Linked DNA regions of Pan troglodytes: region 2 is linked to region 1. The links are chromatin contacts, called in public HiChIP or PLAC-seq maps. All regions are on one chromosome and are shown on one strand. The core of a region is the stretch at or near the end of the contact, and the rest is flanking DNA. Distances in the headings are between cores, read along the strand shown.

Evidence for each region. HiChIP or PLAC-seq counts read pairs in DNA pulled down with a chosen protein or histone mark.
Region 2: a contact with region 1 is called in an H3K4me3 HiChIP or PLAC-seq map of stem cell-derived excitatory neurons, with 12 times the contacts expected there. The contact joins two enhancer-like sites. A contact is called at or near these places in 4 of 7 Hi-C or Micro-C datasets (blood, induced pluripotent stem cells and stem cell-derived neural progenitor cells) and 1 of 1 datasets of contacts at active chromatin or transcription factors (stem cell-derived excitatory neurons).

What each region holds. Positions count from the first base shown.
Region 1 is chr5:51,302,551-51,306,607 of NHGRI_mPanTro3-v2.0_pri, reverse strand. The region is part of intron 2 of RUNX2 (RUNX family transcription factor 2); the gene reads right to left. Among named protein-coding and RNA genes, the nearest start is that of SUPT3H, 39 kb to the right of the region's middle. Within about 2 kb of position 1,792, at least 9 of the 24 cell types and tissues checked have an H3K27ac peak or open chromatin away from gene starts, as enhancers often do.
Region 2 is chr5:51,802,341-51,806,397 of NHGRI_mPanTro3-v2.0_pri, reverse strand. All of the region lies in intron 4 of CLIC5 (chloride intracellular channel 5), which reads left to right. Among named protein-coding and RNA genes, the nearest start is that of CLIC5, 92 kb to the left of the region's middle. Within about 2 kb of position 1,762, at least 4 of the 24 cell types and tissues checked have an H3K27ac peak or open chromatin away from gene starts, as enhancers often do.

The DNA.
Region 1 (4,057 bases), core at 543-3,042:
ATTTTGCAGGGTTTCGGTGTTTTTTGTTTTAAGTGACACAAAAAAAATGAGGGGGGGGGTGGAGGGAGATCTAGTCAAAATAGTTTTTAGGAACTCAAGTGCATAGCTGGACATTTCTTTTTTCTTATATATTCAATCTTGTCATTCCTAGAGAACAAGAATGAGGTGTTTGTTTGTTTGTTTGTTTGTTTTTGTTTTAAGGACTGAAAAACTGTCAGCTTTGTGATTAAAATAAGTTGCAAAACCCTTGCTGGGGAAAAGCACCAGCCGTTTTCCATGAATTTAAATATTTTATTAAGTCTATTCTACATCTAAGACTAAGTTTCGTGTCTGTCTTCCCCAGCGCTCACGGGGAAAAATTAAAAATACGAACTAAAAAATTCAAAATGCTTCCGTGGCTGTTTATTTATGTATTTATTTCCTAGTGTGGGTTTAAAAAGCGACTTTGGATCCCCCAAAAAGTTGTGGTCGAGAGGATGAAGGAGCGCGGAAAAAAAGCGGCACTTTTTACCTAAAATGTGGTTTTTGGAGGCTGGGATTTCTAATGATTAGGTTTTTGTGGTTTATATAGACACGACTCTGGCTAAGTCGATCATTACGCTGATGAGAGTCAGAGCACGTGGGTGTCTACGACCAGCCTCAAACTCTGAGCCTTCAAAACAAATAAAACAATGTGCTGCGCCCGCAGAAGCCGGGAAATCCGCTTGAGGCTATTACACCCCAAGAAGGGGGCACAGGGCCGTTTTACCCTCGGCGTTGTGTACTACTACGTTTCTTGCTTATTACCAAACTCTTTAAAGCCTTCCAAAGCTTGAAAACGTGTTTGCGAAAAAAATCATCAGTTGCCAAAGTTTCAAAGATTCCTAGTGGAGTAGCTGACACAGTAACAAGTGATTTTATAAAATAAATGAAGAATTAGAATGCCTCCCCCTCGAAGCATTAAGGAAGAAAGATGGTTGGGTCATCTCTCACGCCCTCCCATCTTATTTAAAGCAATTCACATACCCATTACTGGGTGTTTTTATTGCTCAGTGCAAACGCCTCCCTCACCCTCGTAGCGACCTGCCACGACCCTCCCTGTCTGGTTTTAGAGCTTTGCTCCCACTCGCTGAGCCCACGCCCGGGTCTGCGCCCTAGAAGGGGCCTGGAAGGGCTCTGAGAGCATGAGGGGCACGGAAGATGGGGGCCTGGTGCCAGTCGCGGACTCTGGAGCCCTTTCGAGTACAAGATGAGCTTGGGGGGCTGTGGTTGCGTGACTCGGGATCGCCCCGCTGAAGAGATGCGCAGGGGACTGAGGGTCTGCCAGACCGCGTGAGCAGAGGTGGGGGTGCGGGGTAGCCAGGTGTGCGCTCTCGAGGGGTAAGGATGGAGTTCAGGGAATACTACTCTGTCCTTCCTAATTGGGGCTTTATTTTTACCTGCCCTTCCTCCATGCACTGCTCCACGCCTCCCTCGTCGGTCTTTCCCTTTCCCACGTTTCTCTCCACGTTCCTGCCTCTTCCCCAAATCCCTCCACAGACACTAGCCCCGAGCCGCGCCCCTCCCGCCCCACAGCCGCCGCCTGCCACTGCCACCCTCGGTGACTCCGAGAAGCGATTCTGCGCCACCGGCTATGACACCTGGTCCCCAACCTACTCTTTGCGCCCGGCCTACTGGCCTCCCAGCCCGGGCGCCGCCAGGGTGCGAGAACCCATTTAGCCAGACCGGACCAACTGGAAGCGCAGCCAGGAGCTGAGCTGGCTCCTGCGCGTGCGATTTTTAATTATCTTTTCGGTCACAGGGGAGAGCTCTAACCCCGGGCACCGCCGCGTCCCCTGCGTGCACAGGTCTCTCGAGTCCCACAGGCGGCCGATCCGGGAAGGGAAGCCAGGCTTTCGCCTCAAAAAAGAGAGAGAGAGACTGCATCCATTGCTGTCCTACCTTACACGTCCACTCATGTGCACTCGGACACACATTCTTGCAAGTCCACACGCAGACACACATAAATACATACACACTCATACAGTCATGGCTTTTTTTTCCTGCCTTTTTTTTTTTCTTTTTAGGGGGCTAGTTTTACTTTGGGCATGTTGTGCCACTGTCTAACAGAGATCCCTGGATCGTTTTTTGTTTTTAAATCTGTGGGGGCTGCAAAGGGGGGAAGCAGTTATGGGAATTGATTATTTCTATGGTAAAAGTGACATCAAAATTCCATAACTACCATGGTGGATGATATGCCACCTTCTCTGGGATTGTCCTCCTCCCAGGAAGTCCATAGAACAGAGAACTCCTGGAACTTTGAAGACAATAAGAAACAATTAATATTTCAAATATGGACCACCAGAGGGGCTTTCCAAATAAAAAATTCTAGAATTGAATTTAAGAAGTTACCTTAGGGACTTTTCCTCCTTTTTTCTCCATCGCTGTTTTGTCCTTTGTTTTATTTGGTGGATAGCAAACTATGCAGTCCTCAGTGGTTGGGGATTTTAAGGGCAATTTAATCAATAGTGAGATTATTTATTTTAATTAATCATATCTAGTAACTCAGCTTTATGGCCTTTCTCAGTATCCTTCCTCCATTTCACATTTCAGTGGAACTAATATAAGCAGCTCTTGGAAGTTACTAGTCTTGGATCTCTTAAAATATCCTACAGTTATTTATAATGTGGAAATGAAATTTTCCACTGAATACCCTAACAACGTTTCAGGTATCTGGCACAGTGGGTTTTCAGTCTCCTTTCAAAAACATCCTTTTGCTGAACATTCACACTTTCGACTGGAACTGACTGAGCCTGGAGCTGATGATGTCTTGGCTCTGAGCATTATGCTTAAAGAAAGAAAACATTTTTACAGACCCCTAAACCAAACCTCTCCTGTTAATAGTAGGCACATAGGAAAACCATGAGGTTTTACATATGTGTATTTTGTGCTATAGTTTGCTTGATGTCATCTTTGGGTTTAGATTTTCTACGTCAAAATGTTTGAAACAAATCACCCACCCTATTTCTCTTCAGAAATATTCATCTTTTCAGTTGTATGTGATGGCACTAAAAAGTATACACTTTTTTTCTGAAAATGTGGCAACTCTGGAAGATACAAACATAATCCCACCCACCACTCCCTACCATGTCCTTTAACATTTAACATAACAGTTTAGTAACAACACCTGACAATTCTGACTTTCTAGACAAAGAAAATGAGATGTGAAGCAGTCAGGTTATTTATCCAGTCAAAGAACTGACTGGGAACAGAACCCATAGGCCTTTTATCCTGGTTTCCTTTTCTAACCCCCATACATTATTTTATATATACTTGTTATGATGAAAAGTAGAATAAGTCCCTGTAAAATCTTAAAATATTTTTCAATGGACCAGCTATTAAAGAGGGAAAACCAATGGAAAATTATGGGCACATTGATGATCCCTAAAGCTTTAAATGTCTCATATGGGAAAACTTTATAAACAGAACGATCTTTAGAGAATTTTCGTTTGGACTCTGACTGACAGAAGGTTACTCAGCCCTTGAAGAAGCAGCATTGCCACTAGACCAGGAGTCATCATACTATGGCCCATGGGACAAATTTGGCCTAATGCCTGTTTTTGTACAATTCTCAAAGATGTTTTTTGCATTTTTAAATAGTTGAAAAATTAAAAGAATAATATTCATAGTACATGAAAATGATATGCAATGCAAATTTCAGTGTCTACAAATAAAGCTTTATTGGAATATACCTATGGTCAGTCATTTGTGTATTATCTATAGCTGCCTTCACCTAAAGCAGAAGAATTGGGTAGTTGTGACAAAGACTGTACGAGTCACAAGGCCTAAAATATCTACTGACTTTTTACAGAAAAGTTTGCCAACCCTTGCCCTAAAGTGAAAGGGATGCAAGACCGTGGAGGAGTGAGATAGCAGAGAAGAGTAGATATTTTATAAAGATACTGGAATGGGTGTGCATGTGGTTCAGATTAGTTCTCTAAAAGTGAACAACGTAACATTTAACTTATTCTTTTCTGCATAAATTGTTAATTAGATTAATATTTTTCACTTAATAATTTTGGAGGTGCCAAAACAGAAA
Region 2 (4,057 bases), core at 513-3,012, 500 kb before region 1:
ATAGAGTCACATGATTTTAGGGTCCTTCATCTTTCCTCGAACCCCACCGAACAGCTTATTCTTTCAACACATACTTATTCAGTACCATACGCTGTGCAAGGTGCTAGAATAAAAGTGAAATAATGAGGCTGAGCGCGATGGCTCATGCCTGTAATCTCAGCACTTTGGGAGGCCAGGGCAGGCGGATCACGAGGTCAGGAGTTCAAGACCAGCCTGGCCAATATGGTGAAACCCAGTCTCTACTAAAAATACAAAAATTAGCCAGGCGTGGTGGCACGCGCCTGTAGTCCCAGCTACTTGGGAGGCTGAGGCAGAAGAATTGCTTGAGCCAGGGAGATGGAGGTTGCAGTGAGCTGAGATCGCACCACTGCATTCCAGCCTGGGTGACAGAGCGAGACTCTATCTCAAAAAAAAAAAAAAAAAAAAAAAGCGGAATAATGACATGTTGGCATATTGGCAATACCTATGTATGTTGGCAAATGTTGTGTTTGGCTGTTTGTAATAGAAGCCTGACTACAGTGGCTAAAGCAAATATGTGTTTTATTAGCAAAACCTATATAGCATTTTACTATGAGCCATGCCCTGTTCTAAGCACTCTTGATAAATGTTTACTTCTTAAGAGGAATTTGCTTTTCTCACATAACAAGAAGTCCAGAGAGTAGAGAGTTCCAGGCAAATGTAGTTGCTGAAAGAAGTCGAGAATTGAGCTGCTGCTTAGAGCTCCTAATTCTCCATCTTTCGTGTGTGACTTTCATTCTTGTTTCACAGGATGGTTGCTCCACCCCCAAACATCACATCCGCATTCCAGACAATGCCAGCCGCATCTATCTTATCTTTTCCAGAAGCCTATTGATTAATTTCTACCGATATCTCTTTAGCCAGAACTTGGTTATTTGGCCTTCTGTAGCTGAAATTCTGGGAATCTAGGAAGATGAGTATTTTTGATAGGGCACATTGCTACCCTGAAAATATATATATATATGGGCTCTGTCTTCTACTAGTAACAAATAAAAGGATACTGAATTCTTGTATATTCAATTCTTATATATTCACTTTCAAGTTAAGGTGATTTTTTTTCTCTCTCTGGTGAAAATACCTGTCCTAACCATTGCCAAAAAGGACACATTATTTTAAATTCTCCTTTGGTGTTGGAAAAATCTGAGTCATTTACCCCCTACTAGATTTCAGGAAACAGAAGTATAAAATTGCACATTTAATTTGCTACACACTTCAAACTTTAGGAGATGCAAGACTCATGTAGTAAAAGCTGTGCAACTCAAACATCCAGTGGGTAGCTTCCCCCCACAAACTGTAATTTTTGTTGGGGCACATTAGGGTATCCAGGGAACTGCTCTGAGCAAGGGGGAGGGAGGTCCAGGTGTACTTGTAGCATATCTGGGGAATTTTCTGTATCAGTCACCCCCAACCTTTAAGGTTGCCCCATTTCACATCTGTTATGATGAAGGCTTTTGGCTGAGGGACTGTGGTTCTGGCTGTAGAGTCAGAATGAAAGGAACAGCTGAATATCCCTGTTCATGTCAGCATTTCAGGGCAGAGGATGAGTCAAGCACGATGTTTACTGAGCAGAGCCAGAGGCAAGAGCCACTTTTTTCTTGCAGCTCTAAGAATTTTTTGTTGCTTTTTTTGTATGCTTTGTTTCTCATACATCAGCATCATCATGCGTTGCACATACACATTGTACATAACAACTGCTTACAGCATGCCGGGCACTGTACTAAGCCCTCTGCAGGTGATGACTCAATTATTGCTCCCAGCAACCCTCTAAGGTATGCCATGTTATGATCTCCACTTTGCAGAGAAGGAAACAAGCACCGGTTAAGCAACCTGCCCAAGCTAGTATGTGTCAGGGTCAGGACCCCAGCCCAGGCAGCTGGTCCCATGATCTGTGCTCTTGACTTGCGTATATTAACATTTAATATAATTCACTATTTAATATGTATGTGGTGCTGAATTAAACAAGAGTGTGTCATTTAGGAAATGGTGATCAAATCAGTTCACGATCCGATGAGTACTCAATGAATGACTACCATGTGTATTTCCTTAAATATACTCAACACTTCCCACCTTCCCCATCAGGGTTCTCACCCAGCAATCCATGTGGGGAAAGGGGCACAAAGTTGGCCCACAGTGGCACCGAATAGATGCCTGTTTAACAAATGAAAGAATGGGCAACTGGAAGATAAGTTGTAGGATATTCACAGAATCACCAAATCCAGTAATTATTTCAGTCTAGCATTGCGGTGGCACAGAGGCAGTTTTTAAGTTTGTGAATGGCTCTTATGTAAAAGATGTGGCTATTTGAGGATGAAACAAGACAAAATGTGGTGAATGTACTTCAGCCTAAGTGTTTTGGGGGAGGGAGAATTGAGAAAATTCTCTAGGTCTAAACGCTGGAACGGATGACTGATAAAGTTAGAATCTCTCTTAACCAGCTCATTCTAAGTGTGTGAGCATCCGCATTAAACCTAATCTATGGCCTGATACTTAAAAATAACCTGTTATAAAGTAACCATAAAAAAACTCACAGATTTCAGCCTGATTCATTTGGCCACATAAACTACAATCAGCATTAATAGCTTCCGTCAGCATTTATGCCGTACTTTCTATTAGCACGATGGGTTCTACAATCATTTATGAGTTTCTGGAAAGTCTAATAGAAAACACACGTACATGTTCTCTGTGGAAAATGCACAATAGGTTTTTGGGGAGTTTTTTGTTTGTTTGTTTGTTTGCTCAGGGATAAGCCAGAAGGTGTCGCCACTGCACCATGGCTAAAGTCTGGGCCGGGTTCCCTAACCAGAACTTCTCCCCTGATCGCTCCTGAGCTCGCTAGCTCTGCAGCTTCCTCCCACATTCAGTCAGTCTCTCTCTCTCTCTCTCTCTCTATCTCTCTCTCTCTTTCTCTCTCTCTCTCTTCCTTCCTTCTTCTGTTGATAAATAAACATTCAGGCAGCTTACATGCTACAGATGAGTACACAAAAGGAAACTTAATTCGAAGACCTAAGTGATAATCTTTCTCTTCAAATCTACTGTGGCTTTTAAGAGGTTTAGAAAATTATTTGGATCTGGAATCCCTACCTCCCTTCATACTTTAAGAAAATATTATACTAAAGGCATGCTAAAGTTGTCCTAAATGTTTACCATGCTGGTGTTTTAAACATAGCCAAATACTGGCCAAAGTCTCTTGCCTTTAAAAAAAATATGCATTTTGTTGTTGTACTAATACTTCTGAACATACGCCAAATATAAGGGTGATTTGTGGAGCTGTATTAAATAAAAAGATGCTTCTTTATAAGAATCCCCTATAGAGCTTGGGGAAGCAGCTATGTGGAGAATCTGTGTCTTCCTTAAGAAAGTTTCTGAATTCCTTGGAAATACATCAGAAAACACCCCATTCTCCCCACCACAGAGGAGGGTGGGCAACCAACAGTGTCCTATATCCCAACCCACCATAATTGTAAGACTTAAACGCTATCTTTCAAATAAAGAATCATTTACTGGCTTCTTACTGGAAAGAACTATAGGAGCTTGTCATTTAATTCATCCTCCCCTCTGAGGTTGAAATTCTTTCTAGAACAAACAAATAATATCTATGGCACCACGTGCTGCACACTCTCTGTAGCCCGGCTGACGCCACATGAGGGAACAGTGGGGAATCTGTTGAAGTTGCCATTGCATTTTGCTTTCTCATAAACCGCTGTTTGTCTTTCTGCCTTTCCTGTTTTTAGCAGTGCCTAGAAACGGAGGCCTGGGAATTGCCTCCCCCATGTGAGCCCCTGGGTTGTTCACACCCAAGGCCAATTTGACAACATCCTCCTCTCTGGCTATGAGGCCAAGTCCAGTGTTCTTGGTTCAGTGCCAAAGGTGGACATGAACTCTCTAAACTGTCAAACTAAGAAAATGTGACACACCCATGTGGCCTGGAGAGAGCAAAGCCAAACCCAAAGAGATGCTTCCAGGCAACTTTAGATCCCTAACATGTTAGGAAAGTCAAGAGCAAGCTTCATCCTGCGAGCTCTCCAGGATTCTCCTTGGA